Linked DNA regions of Mus musculus: regions 1, 2 and 3 are each linked to region 4. The links are chromatin contacts, called in public promoter capture Hi-C maps. All regions are on one chromosome and are shown on one strand. Each heading gives the region's core, a stretch centred on a gene start, on an enhancer-like site or on the middle of the called end of the contact. The rest is flanking DNA. Distances are from core to core; before and after follow the strand shown. Region 1 holds the start of Dnal4 (dynein, axonemal, light chain 4). Region 2 holds the start of Gtpbp1 (GTP binding protein 1). Region 3 holds the start of Fam227a (family with sequence similarity 227, member A). Region 4 holds the start of Slc25a17 (solute carrier family 25 (mitochondrial carrier, peroxisomal membrane protein), member 17).

Evidence for each region. Promoter capture Hi-C pulls out the DNA fragments that hold promoters and counts their contacts. Capture Hi-C pulls out chosen DNA fragments and counts their contacts.
Region 1: a contact with region 4 is called in a promoter capture Hi-C map of adipose tissue, with 3 times the contacts expected there. The contact joins the promoter of Dnal4 here to the promoter of Slc25a17 in region 4. A contact is called at or near these places in 1 of 39 promoter capture datasets (pre-B cells) and 2 of 9 other capture datasets (adipose tissue and liver).
Region 2: a contact with region 4 is called in a promoter capture Hi-C map of liver, with 4 times the contacts expected there. The contact joins the promoter of Gtpbp1 here to the promoter of Slc25a17 in region 4. A contact is called at or near these places in 3 of 39 promoter capture datasets (liver and pre-B cells), 1 of 115 datasets of contacts at active chromatin or transcription factors (embryonic forebrain) and 1 of 9 other capture datasets (liver).
Region 3: a promoter capture Hi-C map of liver shows a contact between it and region 4, with 2.5 times the contacts expected there. The contact joins the promoter of Fam227a here to the promoter of Slc25a17 in region 4. A contact is called at or near these places in 4 of 39 promoter capture datasets (the 3T3-L1 cell line, hippocampal neurons and liver) and 1 of 115 datasets of contacts at active chromatin or transcription factors (astrocytes).

What each region holds. Positions count from the first base shown.
Region 1 is chr15:79,772,960-79,777,588 of GRCm38.p6, forward strand. Dnal4 (dynein, axonemal, light chain 4) reads right to left here and starts at 1,508. Exons shown (of 4, transcript NM_017470.2): 1 at 1,400-1,508. Gm30977 (a long non-coding RNA gene) reads left to right here and starts at 1,569. Exons shown (of 4, transcript XR_875488.3): 1 at 1,569-1,827.
Region 2 is chr15:79,688,511-79,693,333 of GRCm38.p6, forward strand. Gtpbp1 (GTP binding protein 1) reads left to right here and starts at 2,386. Exons shown (of 12, transcript NM_013818.2): 1 at 2,386-2,588. The coding sequence starts at 2,397.
Region 3 is chr15:79,655,643-79,660,926 of GRCm38.p6, forward strand. It overlaps Fam227a (family with sequence similarity 227, member A), which reads right to left and starts at 3,314. Exons shown (of 18, transcript NM_029407.1): 1 at 3,039-3,314. Cby1 (chibby family member 1, beta catenin antagonist) reads left to right here and starts at 3,585. Exons shown (of 5, transcript NM_028634.3): 1 at 3,585-3,651.
Region 4 is chr15:81,357,035-81,362,327 of GRCm38.p6, forward strand. It overlaps Slc25a17 (solute carrier family 25 (mitochondrial carrier, peroxisomal membrane protein), member 17), which reads right to left and starts at 3,731. Exons shown (of 9, transcript NM_011399.3): 1 at 3,643-3,731. The coding sequence starts at 3,696.

The DNA.
Region 1 (4,629 bases), core at 258-2,757, 1.6 Mb before region 4:
GGTAACTTGATAACTTTCTCAGAGGGATGAGCCTACCAGAGCATGGAAGAAACCAGGTAGAACAGATAGGCAGGCCAGCTTGATGCTAGCAGCTGGCAAAATGCAAATGGAGACATTTAGTCAGGAGGAAAAGATGGCAGAGTCATGGATGGTTGGAAAAGGGAAGCTATGAATCCTCGTATCACTGTACCAACCTCTTTCAGTTTCCTCACTCCTGTACCCCAAGAATTCCTAGCCACAGGGGAAGAGCAGAGCCAGACAGCAGGCCTGAGGTTCATCTGCAGACAGTGGCTACTGAGTGGGATACTGCGCAGGAAAGCACTGGGCTCTTCCCAGGAGGGAAAGTGTGAGGTCATAACAGACAAAAAGAAGAAATTAGGGGGTGGAGGTCAGTTTATAAAGTGCTTGCTACAAAAGTATGAAGACCAGAGTTTTCTATCCCAGCACCCGTGTAAAGGGCTGGGTGAGGCGGCCATGCCTGTGAGCCCAGCATTGGAGAGGCAGCTGAGAGGATGGATCCTTGGAAGCTCATTAGCCATGAAGCCCAGTGGTGAGCTCCTGGCATCAAAGAGGGAGACCCTGTCTCAGACAATAAGGTGGAGAGTGATTGTGAAAGACACCGAATGTTGACTTCCAGCCTCCACATGTAACTGCACACACAGGAACGCACATACACACAGAAAAAAGACAAGTGAGCAAGTACCGTCTACACTGGACTGGACCCTTTGTACTTCATTTGCCAAAGGAGATGAACTTCAGACTATTGGCTTTATAGATGCACTGACTGGTGCCCAGAGAGATCTTAGGTAGTTCTTACCAATGGGAATCCAACTTAAGTTTGCCAAATTCTTTGCATTACATAAAAGGTTAGGAGAACACACATCCTAAGGGGCGTTGACAGTTAAGTCCCACAACATCATGCTAGGACGTCAGAGTCCAAAAGGCCTTTGCGACCATTCAACCCAATTTCGACTTTATAGATGGGAAGACTGAGTGCCCCCCGTCGGGCAATAGTCAGCCTAGAATCCCAGAGTATCGCCAAATCTCCAAACCAAGTGATCTGGGACGAGGCGATTTAGACCACCAGTCAGCAGCGAGGTGGTGCGGGGACAAAGTGCAGTGGGAGTCAAAACAGGGAGGATGCGAGGGCATGGAGCTAAACAGGACCCAAGATGAGTGAGGAGGAGCGGCCTGCAAAGTGGTGCTGGTGCGCAATGTCACTGCCAAGCTCCGTGGTCTCCTACGTGGGACAAGGGGAGGTCCTGGGCCGGGAACCGCGGGCTGGGGACCTAGGTGGGGCCTAGCGTTGGGCCAGGCCTTGTCCGCCCCGCGCATCCTCCCGCCCTCCCTCAGGGCCAGCCCTCCCCGCCGCGCTGCCCTCCGCACTCCGCGCCCTCACCTGCTCCCGCGGGGGCCGGAGCCGAGGCCACAGCCAGCGCACCCCCGCCAGGGTTGTCAAGGAGCGAGCCAGAGTGTCTTAGCAACCATCACGGAAGTCCCGTCCCGTCACCGGACGTTGACAGCAATATCACTTATTATTGGTGTAGAGAAGTGCCAATTAATTCCGAAGGGGCCTAGGAGGCCGGAGCTTACGCGAGGGGCGTGGCTTAAAGACCGAGGAGGTGGGGCTTCGCTCATAGTCGTCTTAAGCCTGCCGGAGCAGCTGCGGACAGGCAGAAGTAGTCTTTGTAGAGGAACAAACTTCTTAAAGCTGTATTGCCCTGGGAGTTTTCGACATCGAAAATGACAAATGCAGTTTGTTGGTGTCGTGACGCTGATCTGCTATTTTACGACGACCGCAGGAGCCTGATAACCACCAGAACTTAGGTAGTGTTTTAGTCCTTTACAGTGAGTGACTGTCTCATTGATTCGCAACACAGTGCTTACTGTTAACAGCATCCGTGATCCCGTCTGGGCCAATGTGTAGAACTAGAGAGACTGAAGGAAAGAATCAAGGCATAACCTCAGAGAAGGAATCCAGATCTTTCCCTTGTGCAAACCCTCCAGGGTTGCTTTGTCCCAGGGGCTGGGAGACACCTGTACCATCAGATGCAGTTGTCTGGAACCTGCTTCTGATTCTTGGAAAGAAATGACCAAAGAGTGTTAGAGCCTCTTGCTGAGGGGAAGGTGAAGAAGAAGAATGGATCAGTGGAATGCCCCATAATCTAAACATTTATTCTATGCGTATCATGCAATCATTAATGAAGCCCCACTAGCTGGTGATTCTGCGGAAGGCACAGTTCAGAAGGTATAGAGCCATGAGAAGAAATGGAATCGTTTCCGCGTGCTTCTATAGCAGAGACTGGCAGGGTACTGGCTCTTTTTAAGTGGGACAACGAGGCGGGAAGAGCCCAAGATGACCAGAATGCTAATGGGAGCGGGACAGCGGTAGCTCCAAGAGGCCTGGGTGCAGGGTCAACGTAGTAGGAGTGCAGGGTCAACATAGTAGGTCAAGTAGAGGGGAAGACAAAGAAAGAAGCAGGGCAGAAGAAAGAGAGGTTTGAAACACAAGTGGCCCCTGGTGTGAGGTGAGATAGAGTCATTGGTTGCTGGAGAGCTTTGGGGAGAGTGGTAACAAGGTCTGATCTGGGACAGTGGATTAACCTAGCTTGAGTGTACAGACCCAGAACACACACATTGGGCTTGGTTTGAGACTTGGCAGCAGGAATTCAGCTCAGCACACGACAGTTCCTAGCTAGCCTCCCTGGAAAGTTCTGACTGTCTGTGGCGAATCTTACTCAGCCTTCAAATTTCCTTAATCCTCTTTTCCAACTTTCTCCAGGAGATGAAGGGCAGCCTTTGAGGGGGATGACGCTCTCACTTCTGTCACTTACACAAACGACTCCCCCAAAGGGGTCCTTGTTTGCCATCCTCTCTTTCTCGCCTCCCATTCATTCTCCCGCCCACCACAATCTGGCTTCCACTCCCACGATGTTTCTGAAATTCCCTCTCTTGTGGTTACCAGTGACCTTCTGAGGAGCAACAGCAATTGTTAGACCATCTTCCTTCCCTGCTGGCAGCACCAACCGCAGAAACCTTCACACAGTTCTCTATCACAGAGGTAGTACCTATAGATCTTTCTGCAGTGCAGATTCCAGGATCTCCTGCAACGGAATGGAGGATCATAGGGTGTTTTTCTGCAGGCTACCTTGTGGGAGCTACTGGGTAACAGGGTAACCTGGCTCTCTTGTGTCCCCCAGACCTCTAATTCATTTTTGGCTCCCATCTTGGGCTCTTGCTTTGGTCCTTAATATTACTGTGTTTTTCTGACAAGTGGTTATTGTTTCCATAGGAAATGTCAGCCAAGGGCTTATGGTTTGCACATTTGCTTTCCAGCTGATAACACTGTTGCAGGTGGTGGAACCTTTGGGACATCAGACCTAGCTGGTAGGCAGCTAAGGAACATGCCTTGAAGGTTACAGCCCTGCCCTGTCCTGCCCTGCTTCCTGCCTTCCTCTCGGCTACTGGAGCCACCAAGACACAGGAGCCACATCCTGGTTGACATGATTCCCCTCTCTATTATAATGACACTACCTCTGGATTTTAAACCGAAAGAAACTTTTTTTCTTTTTTTGAGACAGGGCTTTCCTGTGTATCCCAGGCTGTTCTGAAACTTAGACCAGGCTGGTCTCCAGCTCAAAGATCTGCCTGCCTCTGCCTCCTAAATGCTGGGCTTAAACGCATTTGCCACAATGCCTGGCTACATTGTCTTTGCTTAAATTGCTTCTACCAGATACTTTGTCAGATGGACAAAAACAGGAATACCTCCTCTCTGTTTGCTTGCATTCCCATCCAGTGGGGTACTTACTGGAACTGTAGGTGGGAAGTGGGTACTCTGGAAATGTCCCCTTCTTCCAGGGAGTGGCGCTCTTGATTTGTGCCTTGCTGAGGAATGCTGCTTTACCACTGTCCCTTTGGGGCTCTAAGGCCCGCAGCTCCCTTAATCCTTGTCCTTTTAGATTAGCAGTTCTCAACCAGTGGGTCACGACCCCTTACAGGGATCACCTACGTCTATGGGAAAACACATTACAATTTGTAACAATAGCAAGATTGCAGTTATGATGTAGCAATGAAAATAATGCTATACTTGGGGTATCTCAACAGCAGGAGGCACTGTATTGAAGCATTGGGAAGATTGAGGATGACTGAGCTAGGTCCTGATTGCTTTGATCTTTTATTCCCCAGGTTAGGTCTCTTGTTGTGCACGGAGGCTCAGATGTCCCATAGCATCCTGGCTGTCTCTACCAGAGTGGCCCACAAGCTTTTCCAAGTAGTGTGTTTCCAGCCTGTTCTCCCCAGATTTCCCATCTGGGTAAATGACTGCACTCATCACTTAGGTGCCTGTAGCACACACCAAGCTGTCACCTTTATACTTTCTCCACCCTAGCCTACTCCAGCCAGTGACTGGGCCTCTAGTCCTCAGTCCTGCCTCCTCACAGGACTGTCCCAGCACAGCAATACAACTGGAGCCAGTGTCATAGAAACTACTTCCTTCCCGGGCTGCCATCTTTAGCTCTACCCTTCCCTAGTCCTCCATTGCAGTCAGCAAGCTCCTTCCCAAACCCACGTCATTTCCTTGTTAACAGCTCCTTCCTGTTGGCCCAGAATGCACCATGAGATCAAGTGACT
Region 2 (4,823 bases), core at 1,136-3,635, 1.7 Mb before region 4:
GGGCAAGGGATCGAACCTTGGTAAATGCAAGACAAGCACTCTACCAACTAGAGCTCCGTATTTTGAGTTTAGCTGAGTACATTGTGTCCAAAGGCAGACTATTTACAGTTTCCCATGGGTTTAAATTAAGTCACTGTTTCTAACTTGCCTTCCTATCGGATTTTTGTTAGGGAAAACAACAGATTTGCACTTTCAAAGTAATGGTTTCTCTAATCCTCATGATCACCCCAATCAACAGTATTGTGCAACACATCTGAGAGATTACCACATGATAGGGCATCCTCTACCTAGACTACTTTTGAATTATCTTTTTGTGTGTGTGTGTGTGTAATGTGTAAACTACCAAACTGTTACAGTGTATTTACATAGGATTTATCTCCTAGGGACTTGCTGTTCAACCAGAATTATTGTAAACATCTATTAATTAACTGATGAGTAATTAATTATTGTTAAGCAAATTAGACTTTTTTTTTCTTTTTCAGGGAGAAAAATACAGCCCAAAGAAGTCGATCAAGTTGTTTGAAATCATTATGTCTATAGTGAATTAAGGGTTTGAGCTTGGACCAAATTGTTTTCAGAAAGAGAATGTAAAGATGATTAGGAATTACCTCTCAACTGTTACTTTTTATATTTATTCTCCAAAACATTCAATTCGAAAAGCAAGTATTCAGAATATATATCCTTTCTAGGCAAAGTCCTATAGTGAGAAGGACAGTCTTTCCCCCCAGCCAGATAGCAATGTATTCTGAAACTGAACTTTTTCTGGCCATACAATGCTAAATAGCAATCGAAGCAATAGAATTAATACAACTGTCACCTCTGATCACCCCCAGCCAAGCAGTGAGCAACCTCCAGTTGAATTCTTAATACTTGGGGATACTGTCAGAATCCACAGATATAGGGTTACGGTCCACAAGACTGCCTCTCACTTTAGGAGTCCGAATCTCTGGGTCTGGAGATATAGCTCAGAGTTTCAGAAGACCTGGGTTGGATTCCCAGTACCCTAATGGAGGCTAACAATCGTCTGCGACTCTAGTCCAAAAGGGTTCCGGTGCCCCATTTAGACTCTACAGGCCCTGCACAAAGGTGGCACACAGACATACACACACACACACACACACACACACACACACACACACCATTCATACAAAATAAAAACAAATCTCAGTAAAAAACCATTAAGGTCAGGTTTCCAGCAGCATCTGCTCACAGACTTGGTAGTACGTTAAAAATGAGGACAAGACTCTCCCCGAATTAGGTGACGGCTATATTGTACCCTTTTCCTTACTTACTATATACATCCTGTGGTCCAATCCCTAAATTTCTCGTACTTCCTCAGGCGGCTGCTCTTTTTTTTAATCTATTACCAGGAGGAGTGGCCAGGTCCAGCCAGCATAATTAGATCTTGGTAAAAAACAGAACTCACCTAATAGTCTAAATTTTTCAGACATTTGAAACGGGAATTTCAGGTACACGAACGGCGGGTTTTTTTTTTTTTTTTTGGACTGGGACTTTCCACAAGTGGCAACTGAAAAATAAGCCACAAGAAACTACCTTGACAGATCCTAGACCTGTGGCTCAGCTGTTCACCAAAAACGTGAGGGGATTTACGCTAGAGTTTGGGCTGTCAACATCTTTCTGTTCACTCAGTTGCTCTCCGAGGAGTCATGAATGGAACTCCCTGAGGTCAGCATTTAATTAATTGTCTTGGTCTGGCGGCTGTAATATTACCACTCCTGGAATACATAGCATCGATTCTACTATAAAAATTGCCTTGCGCATGCCAGCACGCCGGACACAGTGTTGCAGCAACTGCCTTCAATCATTCGGAGTGCCAGGCTCATTTCACAGTTTACTATCTGGGTATGCGGCGGCCAGACGCGCGGGACTTAGGGAGGACAAGATTGGGTCCCGCCCTTGTCCATCATTTTGAGAGGCTCCAGGCGGGACTGTTTTGCAGTATGATTTGGAGGCTGGCCCCGCCTCTGGAAAGTGAGGTGGGGAGTAAAGAATGGATGCCTCTTTTCATTGGATTGTTGTCAAGTCAGTCAAACCTCTGCTTCGCTCCCGTTGGCGGGAAGGATCCAGGCAGGTAGCGTGCACGCTGTGTTGGCCCCACTAGAGGTGGGACCAAGGCTCCCGACCACTACGACGTTTGTTGTTAGGGTTTTGGTCTCATTAATTATTCATTAAAGTATTTGAGAGAGCTGCGACGATTGGTAAATGAGAGACTGGGTCTTCTGTGTCTCCGCTAGAGATACGTGACAGTCTCGGGAGGCGGGGAAGCCGCGCATAAATTATTCTAACAAGAAGGGGCGGGGCCGAGCATAAATTAGTTAAATGAGCCAGGGAGGGAGGGCGGGCGGCCGGCTGCGAATTAGCTTAAGTTCTTAAAGATGGCGGCGGAGCGGAGTCGCTCCCCGGTCGACTCGCCGGTGCCGGCCTCGATGTTCGCCCCCGAGCCTAGCTCTCCGGGGGCGGCTCGGGCCGCCGCGGCCGCGGCCCGACTCCATGGCGGCTTCGATTCTGACTGCAGCGAGGACGGCGAGGCGCTCAACGGCGAGCCGGAGCTGGACCTCACCAGCAAGGTAGGCCCGGGAGGCGGCGGCGGGGCCAGGGGTACGCGGAGGGGCCGGACGGTCTCCGAGGCGACGGCGGGCAGCCGGCTGTCCAGTGGCACGGCTCACGGGAGCGCTGAAGGGATGCAGCCCGCCCACCTGCCGCTCTCCCGAACCTGCCGGGCCCGGGCCCACTCTCCGCACCGGGCAGCGTCCACCCGGCCTCCCGCGCTTCCCGCTCCCGCCTCGATCGCTGCCACTTGGCTCCGCCACGTGGAACGGGGTTCCCGACTCGGGCCGCGCGCCCTGTGTCCCTGTCCCCGTGTGGATCAGCCCGCCCTCCCCAGGAGGGGGGTCCCTGAGACGCAGGGTCTTCCTCTTCTAGGAGCATCCCGGAGGACCAAGTGTCAAGGTGGCTTGGGCAGGGGGCGGGATACTCACGAAGACAGGTAGCCAGTCTAAGGGGTGGCAGCCGTTTCTCTTCCTGGTCTCTGGAAAGTAAACAGAAAGTAGTTGCTCAGTCGGCGAGAATGATGTCCGAGGAGCGTCCTCTTTCCGTGTCCACCCAAATAAAATAAAAAGATGGGACCGACAAGATGGCTCAGCAGGTAAAGGGGCTTGCCTCCTAAGTTTGACAACCTCAGTTCGATCCCCAGGACTCACCTAGTGAAGGAGAGAACTGATTCGTACACCGTGGCACTCGTCGCCTTCCCACACCCTGCCTTGTTATAATTAAAAAAAAAAATAGGCATGACCCTCAGCCTTGCCACTTACGAGTGGAGCCACCTCTTGTATTCATGCAATATGGAAGGGCATCTTTAAGTAGCATCTTCTGCGGTGTTGAGAAGGTAGGCAGAAATGAAGATCTCACCACTTACTTGGCATTGTGGAAAATAAGAAAGTAACTATAAGATGTTACTGGTGTTTAGAAAGTGTCAAACATCACTAAAGAAACTGATGCCAAGGGAGGGACTGGGCTTCCCTTCCAACTGTTGCCATTAAAAGGGTCTGTGACCTTAGGAAACTTTCTTAACCTCTCACTTCTCCAGCATCTCATCAAGAAAATGCAGATGTGTTGCAAAAATTAGAAGAGAGCTGGGCAGTGGTGGTGCGTGCCTTTAATCCCAGCACTTGGGAGGCAGAGGCAGGTGGATTTCTGAGTTCGAGGCCAGCCTGGTCTACAGAGTGAGTTCCAGGACAGCCAGGGCTACACAGAGAAGCCCTGTCTCGCAAATTAAAAAAAATAAAAAAATTAGAAGAGAATGTTAAGACCCATTATAGTCCCAGATGCATATCAGAGACTCACTAAATGTTTGCACTAGATAGATGATGATTCCCTGTGAGGATTAAAAAGCAGCTGGTGGAAGATAGAGCAGCCCCACCCCCTGCGCTTTGTAGGATAATTACAATAGAGATTTTATGGAGCTTTGATGTCTGTGGTCATACTATGCTGAACGAGCCTGATCTCGTCTGATCTCGGAAGCTAAGCAGGCTCGGGTCTGATTACTACTTGGATGGGAGATTTTATGGTGCTTTGAAAATGTGACATCTCATGATGGCAATGCTACATAAAACTTGGCTCTAAACTGGAAAGAACCTTTGCCCCCAACCTAAGTAAGCAATTCCCAACTGTTCTTTCTCCTTCTAATCTCTGCTGGGCCCTTGGAAGCCAACTAGCATCTTTTGTCATGATGGTCCTGTCTAGTGCCTCTAATACCATCATAAGGGTGGCCAAGCTCAGGGAGACCTCCATCCAAGCAAAATGCTAGAGACAATGTAACACTGGCAGCATCTGGGTTACAATTCTAAACTCTGATGAGTCAAATGGCCTGTTGGAAATGTACTGACTAGATGTCAGTGCATGGTCAGGGAGCTGAAGAAACCTGAAAGCTCAGTGGGAAATTGGGACAGAGCTGTGAAGAGGGTGGGACCTCTTTGACCATTTTAGTTAATTGCCTGGAGTAAGGAACTGTTACTTCATCAAGGAGCTGGAGAAATCCTTTGAAATTGAGTGTGTGTGTATGTGTTGAAAACAAAAACTGACAGTGTGGAGGAGAGAAGGGTGAACTGAATAGATTTAAGTCTTGAAAAGAGTAGACATTAGGTATGTATACCCTCACTATATATAGCTAAATGAGAGGAGCTAAGGCTCTGAGAGCTTCCAGCAAGAAACACAGTTACTGATGAATGGTATGAGACTCATGCAAAGTTCTTGAAGAAATGACTTGTTGAAGATAACTGGAATGCATGTTAGTTGAGCCTGGC
Region 3 (5,284 bases), core at 2,064-4,563, 1.7 Mb before region 4:
TTGAGTTCAAATCCCAGCAACCACATGGTGGCTCACAACCTTCTGTAATGGGATCTGATGCCCTCTTCTGGTATGTCTGAAGGGAGTGGCAGTGTACTCACATACATAAAATAAATCTCAAAGGGAGAAATGTATATAACCTGTTTTCTTACCCAGAAGGCACTGGTATAGTTAGTTCATTAGCATGGTGACCTTAGTGCTAACTGTGTGACCAGGCCATAGACCACAGAGATTCCCCCAGACCCTTTCTTGACCTTGTCTGTTTCAGTCGTCTATAGACTAGTCTTCCAGAAGACTTCCTTATCTTGAGCCTGTTTTCCCAGTTATCCATAAAACCCATCTTTATGGAAGATCTCACCTGTACTTTGCTTTGTACGTTACTTTGAGATATCCTACCTTAAGCCTTGCTATGCACATGGGATTGAGCTATTTATCACCAGGATTTTTTTTTTAAACAAATTGTGCTGTGTACAAAGATGCCTAAAATAAACTATTCAGGGTCAGATTCTAAGTTTGAATGGACACCAGCTACTGAGTCCTGTTGAACCAAACTGCCTTCATATCTCCCTCTGATCACTACTCTGCGGCCCTGTGGTTGCAGATATCCCTCCATCTCCGACCCCTGTACTGCTCCAAGTTGGTTGGGTGGAAGGAAAGGCTGACTCAGACCCCAGGCCAGTACCGTTTCTTGCCTCCTGCTCTTACCCTCACAGGCCAAGCAGCAGGAGATGAGAAGAGGCAGGTGCATCTCAGGGCTTCTCCTTGTCCTCCTACCCATTCCCCAGAATGGCTGGAAAATTACACTATGTTCTAGACTCTGATGATGCTGTCAGGAAGCTTCCAGCTTTAGCCGAATGCTATTACTCACACCTAATGGGACAACTGAGTAGTTTCTAAAGAGGAATGTTTAAAATACACACATCGCTCCGGGCTGAATTCTCCCTCCTACCATTTAAGGATACGTGTGCTCTGGGGCCCGGTAAGCTTTCTACTGCCGTTGTCTGCAGAGGAGGGAAAGCAAGCTTCATTGAAAGCCGCGCTATGGCAAGCACTGTGCCAAGTGCTGGGGGTGGATGCGTGGGAGCTGAGGAGCCCTTCCCCTTGGGGCATTGTGGCAGCTGGGACTGCCGATCCCCTGCTCAGAGTTAGCATTTGATAGCATGTGAAATGCAGACTGCGGTACTGGTCCTCCGTCACCATCAACGTCGAGCCACTCGGTGACTATTTACTGAGGACTTCCCACAGACTAAAAAGTGTGCTCCAACTGGGCACAGGATGGTAAACTGAGCCAGACTGGATCCATAGCCCTAGTGGGGCTATTGAGGTAGACTTGTAAAATTAAAATAAGTACATAATTATAAAGTATAATTCATCAAAATTCTGTATGTAATGATGAATTATATAACTCATGACTGCTTCCAAAGAAAGTACATAGGGTTATGAGGTGACAGTGTGGTTTTGGGTATTTGTTGTTGTTGTTTTTGTTTTTGAGACAGTGTCTCACCATGACGTAGCCCTGGCTGGCCTGGCACTTGCTATGTAGTCCGAGCTGGCCTCCAACTCACAGAGCTCCTCCTGCCTCTGCCTCTGAAGTGCTGCAACAGTTTGTTCTGACCTAGTTACGGAGGTCAAGGTGCTGAAGGAAGAGCAGGAGTTAACTGGCTGATGGGGAGAAGAAACAGCTCCCAGACAGAGGGCAACGAGGCTGGAAGGAAAACACTCCTGGATGCTGCCCAGCCCCACGGCCACTAGCCACACACCAAAACAAAAGTTCTGAAATTTGGTTAGCGTGACTAAAGAAATTAATAACCAATACATGGTAAAAATTTAAAATATTTGTTTATTCGTATTTTGGACAAACCGAGTTAAGTGCAACAATAGTCAAGTTAATTTAATCTGTTTTGAATTGACTTGTTAAAAAGCCTAGGGCCGGGTATGGAGCACTAGCCTTTAATCCCAGCGCTCTGGAGAAAGAGGCGGGAGGACTTTTGTAAGTTGGGAGAGCAGCCAGAACTACATATTGAGCCCCAGTCTCAAATATCAAACAAACAAAGCGGGGCTGGTGAGATGGCTCAGTGGGTAAGAGCACCCGACTGCTCTTCCGAAGGTCCGAAGTTCAAATCCCAGCAACCACATGGTGGCTCACAACCATCCGTAACGAGATCTGACTCCCTCTTCTGGAGTGTCTGAGGACAGCTACAGTGTACTTACATATAATAAATAAATAAATAAATCTTAAAAAAAAAAAAACAAACAAAGCAAAAGGGTAGGGGTTGAAGGCAGGCTGGGTGTGTGTCTGTAATTCCAGCACTGAGAGGCTGAGGCAGGAGGATGAGATAAGGAGTACCCAGGGAGACTTTATCTCAAAATACGAAAGGTGCTTCGGGGATAGCACCGGTAGAGGGCGCACAAGGTTTAATATCAAAAAGCTTCTAGAGCCTGGCGGTGGTGGCGGACGCCTTTAATCCCAGCACTTGGGAGGCAGGCGGATTTCTGAGTTTGAGGCCAGCCTGGTCAACAGACTGAGTTCCAGGACAGCCAGGGCTACACAGAGAAACCCTGTCTCGAAAAAAACAAACAAGCAAACAAACAAACATACAAACAAACAAACAAACAAAAAAACTTCTAGAATGATCGCAACTTTCAAATGTGTTCTGCTTTATGTTTCTGTAGCGGTTGCTACACTAGATATGGTTGATTTTGATGTGGAATTCTCTCTTCGAACGCTGTGTGGCAAAGGTGGAGGAAGACTGCTTGGAGCTGGGTCCTGTCCTTTATGGTGGGATGACCTCGTACACCCACTAGGCAGCCAAGAAACGCCTCCTGGATGGCCATTTCTTCATTTACCAAACCGAGCTACAATGTCCTTAGGACTTGAGGAATCCTGGAGCTGACTCTCCAGTTCTCTACCCCTTGTACACTGGGCAACCTTCCCTGGACCTCAGTTTCCCTTGCTTGTGGGAGTGTGGAGGAGGCAAGACTGGCAGGAGCCAGTTTGCTACTGGCAGGGAGTCGTCATATCTGTCCGTCTGTCTTACCTGAAAGCTTCGGCAGAAGCGTCAGGGCGGGTTCCGCCACCAGCCCCTCCAGTGACCGGACCAAGCTCCGGATGTCCGCCAGCATCCGCGGCCCAAGGGGCGCGGTTTGCTTTGTGGCCGGGGCGGGGGAGCTGCAGGTCGGTCCATTTTGCTACTGTGAGTCCAGCCTGGGTCACCACTTAACATTTTTAACACAACAAAGCAGCTTTCGGCCTGCTTTGTTGCCAAGGAAAACGATTACTATGACGACGGCGGCGCTGACCCGGGGACCAGACCAACGTATTTAGGGGGTCATGCCTCTCCCAGCCTATGCCACAAGGCATGTGTGTATCTCCAGAAGTCGTGCCCAAGGCATGTGTGTATCTCCAGAAGTCGTGCCCAAGGCTTTCTTCTATTCGTGAACCTTAGAGAGTCCGCAGGGGCTCCGCTGCTTCGCGGAGGCTCGTCTCGGAGCTGGCTCCCTCTGCATTCTCAGTGGTAGAAGCCAGAGAGGCTGCGCATGCGCACGATGGTTGCCCGGCGCCGGCCAATCGCGGTCGCGGCGGTTGACGCGGCCTGGGCAGATCCTTGCAGAAAGCTGCAGGCTAGCTCGGGATTCCGGCTTCGCAGACAGGTACCTCTGGGAGCGGCGGGCGGATATCCGTGCCAGTAGTGGTGGGTGGGATGCCCGGGTACCCCTGGAGAAGCGGGCAGGCTGGACCGTGGCATGCTCCGCGGGCACCTCTTGCGACGGAGACTCGGAGATGGTGTTTTGACCCCATCCTTTGAAGGTCTTCTCCTAACCCGTACAGAACTCTTTGGGTTTTGTGACCCGTGAGACTGGCTGGCTCTTAACTTTTTCGAGACACCTTTCCCTTTGAGAATCCAGTGAAAACCAAAGATGCTTCCTTCCTTTATTTTTTGTCAGAATGAAGAGAATGTATTTTATAGCCTGATGCAAACTAAAGCTTCGCACAGTAAGTGCATTTCCCTGTAAAGGGGGACAATTTGATCTACTTCTCAGGGTCATGGTGAGCATCAAATGTCCCAACAGTTTGTAAACATGAAAGCACTCTTAACCTACGAGCTGCAGGCTGTTATCATTCGTGATTATAAATAAGGGACGTCACTGGCCGGAGAAATGGATCAGAGTCTCAGAGAACTGGTTGCTGTTGCAGAGAACTGGGATTCGATTCCCAGCTCACAAACGCCAGTAACTCTAGTTGTAGAATCTGCAGACACAAGGCACGACCATGGTATCCCAGGCAAAACACTCAGACACATTAAAAACAACAGCAAACAAAGCCTTTGAGGCCCTTGGGGGATGATAAAACGTTGGACTCCCCAGAGGGTGAGCAACAGGGTTGGTTGGGAACCAAGTGCAAACCTTTAATTTTCTTGGCCCATAGTCTTCTATGAGAGAGCTTCCCTAAAGAACCCTAGGATACCTTGAACGGTGTGTGTATGTGTGTGTGTTTAAAAAAAAAAATCTGTGAAGGGGACTAGAGAAAAGGCTCAGTGAATGTGGGTACTTGCTGCTCAAGTGTGAGACCATGGATTCAAGTCCCCAACATCTCAGTTAAAAGCCTACCACAAGCCGGCGCGTGGTGGCACACGCCTTTAATCCCAGCACTCGGGAGGCAGAGGCAGGCGGATTTCTGAGTTCGAGGCCAGCCTGGTCTACAAAGTGAAGTTCCAGGACAGCCAGGGCTACACAGAGAAACCCTATCTCGAAAAACCAAAAAAAAAAAAAAAAAAAAAGCCTGCTACAAGCTCGGACCCCTGCAATGCTAACACTGTTGGTGGCGGAGACAGGATTGCTTGTGCTCGCTGGCCGCCAGTCTAGCTCCAGGTTCAGTGAGAGACCCCATCTAAAGGGAATGCAACAGGACACCTGACGTCCCCCCTCCAGACTCCGAATCTGCACACAAATATTAATAAAGTGGATACACACACACACACCTACCTGCACATATGCATGCATTCAGCACATAAACACATAATTGGAAAAAAAAATGTACCATGAAGCCTTGTGGTTTTATGACTTCTCTCTACTTGTTTTATTTAAAAAGCTGACCTCTTCCCCGAGCCTAAGTGATGTTACTGATTTTATGAGCATTGCAGGACGTTGTGCTGTGACTAAAGCTAGTGTGCCGGTGAGTGTCGTGATACTTATCGAGACTGTGATAAGTACCGCTCTGCATCCGGGAGTGAAATCCGGGTGTCGCTTCATGGCTTTAGGATGCCATCCAGGCTGAAGTTCCCGT
Region 4 (5,293 bases), core at 2,481-4,980:
CAAGTCCTACCCTCCACCTAAGCTCTTCCCTTGCCGCTGCTTCAAGAAGAACCGGCAAGAAAGAATATCCCACACTTGGGCTGGCCCTCGGCATGTCATGGCTTGCTTGGGCAAAGGGTGTTAAGTTCTGCTAGAAGGGACTCTACAGGTACTTGAGTCATTTGTTTGTCTGTTTGCTTGCTTTTTCTGAAACAGTTTCTCTGTAGCCTTGGCTGTCCTGGAGCTCATTCTGTAGACCAGGCTGGCCTCAATGGGTTTAAAAGGCGTGAGCCACAACAGCCTCCAGCAGTATTTGAGTCTCAATCAGAATTCAGTAAGGACAGAAGATCAGAATAAAACCCTCTGATTTCAGTGGTGGTGCCAGCAAAAGACTTCAGTGACTATTTCAGAAATCTTTTTACTCCAAATACCCAGTCTGTTTTTCCACCCTGTAACCAGGGAGCCCTAATTGAATCACATGGAATGTTCTTTATATTCCAAAACAAATACTCATAACAAGCAAATAAAAAAGCCAGTACGTAGAACTCTACTAACATTTACATAAACAACAAAAATCTATGCACACTCATTTGTATATGAATACATACAGGGCCTGGAGAGACGGCTCAGCGGTTAAGAGCACTAACTGCTCTTCGGAGGTCCTGAGTTCAATTCCCAGCAACTACATGCTGGCTCACAATCATCTGTAATGGGGTCTGATGTCCTCTTCTGGTGTGTCTGAAGAGAGCAATGGTGTACTCTTCAACGATGATCCAACTACTGCTACCCAAAGGGCTCCTGCTCTTTATGTACAAATAGTTATCCCAGGTAGCCGTAGCAAGGCCATAGAGCTACTTAGAGCACTCTAGTGCTTGGACCTTAGTGTTATTTAGCTTTAATATAGAAACCTGCTAAGAGTTTGAAAACAACCCTTTGGCATGGCAGTTTAATAGTAATAGTGATGATGAGGAGGAGGAGGATGACCACGATGATGATGATAAATAAACCACAGCAGTGACAATAACAAAGCATGGCCAGGGAAGATATCCAGAGCAGAGGCAGGAAGATCATGAGTTCAAGTCCAGCCTGGGCTACATCACACACACACACACACACACACACACACACACACACCATGAAGCAGCTGGATATGGTACTACATGCCTATAATCCCTAGGATTTAAGAGGCTTTAAACGATTACAAGGTTGAGCCTATCCTGGGCTACACAGTGAGACCCTATTTCAAATAACCAAACATACAAAGCTACTTCTCATTCATATATGTGCTAGAAATACTACTACTCTGACAAGAAGCATGAATACAATGGATTATTCTTATAGATAATTTAGGGGTAAATGGCAAAATCAGGGTATGTAATTTCAAGTGAAACTTTAACAAAAGAAAAACAGGCAACAACAACTAAAAAATCAATGACAAAATTTTGTTCTGATTAATAGATATATATCACCCTGCCCATAATCATGCTTTATCATAGGGCTCAGAAACCTGGTCTGTGGGCCAAAGCCAATGTACTGCATGTGCCTATGACATTGTCTGTGAAACAAAGCTTAGACCATTCATTTACTTATGGCCTATGGCTGCTTTCACACCATCATGGCCGTACGTAGTACATGAAATATGTCCCTCACTAAAAAGTGTTTGCTGGCCCTATTTGTTTAGTAGCATTTACTATTTAAATCATTTTGTGTACTTGTTGTACTGTCTGGCTTCTCCACCAGAACCAACAATTAGTGAAGAAAATGACTGTTCTCCACTATGTTCTTTAAACCTAGAAGAGCTCATGGTCCACAGAATGAACTCAACCAATGACATTCGCTAAGAGAAAGAAAAAGCAACCAGATTTTCCATCTTCCTATGCTGTGTCACACTCCACTTCGCCTGCCAACCTGCAAAACTAGTCTTCTCAACTAACCACTGGGCTTATCATTTTGACAAACCCAATCAATGACTGGTTCTCGGTCCTCACCTTCCTTGACCTCCTGGAAGTAGATGACACACTTGGACGACACCTTCTCCCTGAAATACTTCCTTTGAGCAGTTGGCAGAACACTTTTCAGTTTCCTTCCACCCCACACTGGTTACCAAGCCTTCTCTGTAACACAAGCTCCCTTCCCCCACCTTTTAAGGTCAGCCAGCTTTTCCACTGGGTCACTGTTATTTTCTTAGTCCCCTGTTCACTTCCTTGGCGAGTTAATCATTTAATGTCATGCTATTCTCAGGGACTTCAACCTTAACTACTTCAAAACTATAACCAAGTTTAACTTTTCCCCCAAACTTGAGTCTTCACAACCACTGTCAGTTCACTTGGGAGGAAGACCATTCATGTTCCTTGAGTCAAAAATTTGTCAGACACAAGCAACCCTAAGCTACACCCAAGCTATCATTAAATCCTGGTGGTTCTTATAAATCCATTCCAGGCAAATGCTCTCTTACCCCTTCCACCAATAGGTCACAGCCATCTCTTGCCTGAGAGAGATGTGCCTTCCGTATTCTACTCTCCACAGGGCAGCAGAGAGGATCGGGTTTGAAATGTCAATCAGTAAGTGCAACCACTGACCCTTTCCTACACAAAGTCATGAATCATTTGGCCCCCCATTTGCATTTCCACTTCAGTCAAACAGGTCCCTATGACCAACTGAAAACATGTCACAACAAACTTCCACCCCAGTTCTTTCATAACGAGCAAAAGGCACTTCTGGTTGATTTAAAGGAACGCGACTCTTTTGAATAAGACACCATGTAATATTCCCTCACCTACTTCTCAAGGTCTAGAAGAAAAGTGTAATATTTTCTTCCCTCTTCATAGATTACAAACGTGAGATTTGAGATTACCTGGTAAACATATGATAGAATTGGAATTAAAAAACTCAGATTACTCTTCACCGGAACATAAGCTGTCTGAATGGATAGGAATGGTCCACGGTGACTCTACATGGCTAAAGGTACATGCTGGGAGTTAGGGAAGAACATGGGAAACAGTCTGAGGAAAAGAACCAGAGGAGGAATGTTACCTGTGCCAAGAATGTGAAGTTTCAGGGAAAAGGGAAGTGTCAAATGGAAGGAACTTAGATACCTCTAAATCGAAGAACAAAGCACTTAACTCACAGTAACTATACAGGTAGTACATAACACCACCGATCTTGACTTAAAAAATAAACAAACAAACACCCTATCTTTTCCTGGCAATAAGGCTGACTAGGAATGTTCCATTAGCTATTGCCACTTGCCTGGGATAAGGTGTGACACCAGGCTGGCAGTAGACTTACAGCAAGCACCCCATCTTCACACTTAGTTTTTCCGCAGGACCAATTTGGACGAAGTTTGTGTGCAGTGAGAGTTGGGTAAGGGAAGGGTTGGCCTTAAACTTTTAAACTTCAGAAGGCAAAGAAAATAGCAATTATCTTCTTCCCTATTCCCTCTGGACCTTTGTGACTGATAGTCCAGACAGTCTCTGGGAAAGTCCAGAGGGGACTGCGGCAGAGGGTGGCTCCTGGCCTCGCCCTCCCTCTTGTAGCAGCAACTTTCCATTTATGCCCGTCCTTTTCGTTCCAGTTGTGACAGATTCGGTCCCCACATCTCCCCCGTGCCCTTCTCCCCGACCCATCCCGAGATTTACTTCGAAGCCCCAAACCCCTCCTCACCACGGCTCCGGCCACGGCGTGTACCAGACTTTCGTAGGACAGCACAGAGGCCATGGTGCCACACTTTTCACTCAGGCGCCTCAGAGTGTGCGGGTTCGTGAAAGGACCGTCTCAAGCCCCACCTCTCAGAAGTCTCCCCCGCCTCCACCAGAACGACTGCTTCCGGGTCACAGACTGCCCTGGTTCGCTGGGGAGAACAGCCGGGGAGGCGAGTGTGAAATGCCCAGGAACGCCCCTGAACATCGATTGGTCCGGATCGGTCAAGGGGCGGAGCAATGCTCAGTGGCTATGGAAGGATCTGTGTTCTGAGCACCCCCTGCAAAGGTTCCTAGCCCCTCAGTCTGTCAGTGTGCTTGCACACTAAATTGGTTAGTCAAGCCCATAAAACGGGAGGACATAAAAGTCCTTAATGACTCCTGCACCCCAGTTCCTTGCAAAATATATGTTGGCAGGCTCAGTTGTTAGTGCTTGCTTAGCATGACTACCAGCAAACCATAAACACCAGTAAACACAGTACTCAGGAAGTGGAAAGAGGATCTGGGGACTGAAGAGTTGGCTCAGTTAAGAACAAGTACTGCTTTTGCAGAGGATCCTCGTTTAGGTCCCAGTATCCCAAGCAAGTATAGTTCCAGGGGGTCTGACCTTCTCGGGTTTCCGCGCACACTAAGACATACACACACACACACACACACACACACACGACTAAATAATTTTGTTAAAAGAATTTAGTACAGAGTCACCCTCAGCTACAGAGAGAATTTGAGATTAACCTGGGCTGAGACTCGTCTCAAAACAAAAGCCAAAACAGACCTAAACCCTAAAACGTAGCCTGTAATCCCAGTACCATGGATGCTGAGAAGTGGAGTTGGCTAGCCAGAACTATAGAAACAGCGTCAAAACAAAAGCAACCCTCCAGGATAAGCTGATAGCCATAGATAAGGGGGTGGGTCAATATCTCCAACCTTCGTTTCTCCATTCAGCCATCCCAACACCCGCTGCGAGATATAGAATCAAGGCTCTGAGGCCCGGTAGTTAAACCTCTAGCATAGTTTGTTTAAACTGACAATTTGGGGCTGTATAGATATAGCTCAGCAGCTAAGAACGCTTGCTCTTCAGTTGCTATCACACAACCCTCTATGTCCCTCGGGACAGACGCCACAGCTTTCTGTCCTCTGAAAGAATCCAGGACTGCTTACATAAATGCACTCATGCACATAAAGGTAAATCTAAAAGCAAAGTCAGTATTTTACCCTTCCACTGTGATAGTCTTAAGGTTTCTATTCCTGCACAAAACATCATGACCAAGAAGCAAGTTGGGGAGAAAAGGGTTTTATTCAGTTTACATTTCCACATTGCTGTTCACCACCAAAGGAAGTCAGGACTGGAACTCAAGCAGGTCAGGAAGCAGGAGCTGATGCAGAGGTCATGGAGGGATGTTTCTTACTGGCTTGCTCAGCTTGCTTTCTTATAGAACCCAGGACTACCAGCCCAGAGATGGCACCACCCACAAGGGGCCCTCCCACCCTTGATCACTAATTGAGAAAATGCCTTACAGCTGGACCTCATGGGGGCATTTCCTCAAGGGAGGCTCCTTTCTCTGTGATAACTCCAGCTGTGTCAAGTTGAACACAAAACCAGTCAGTACACACGT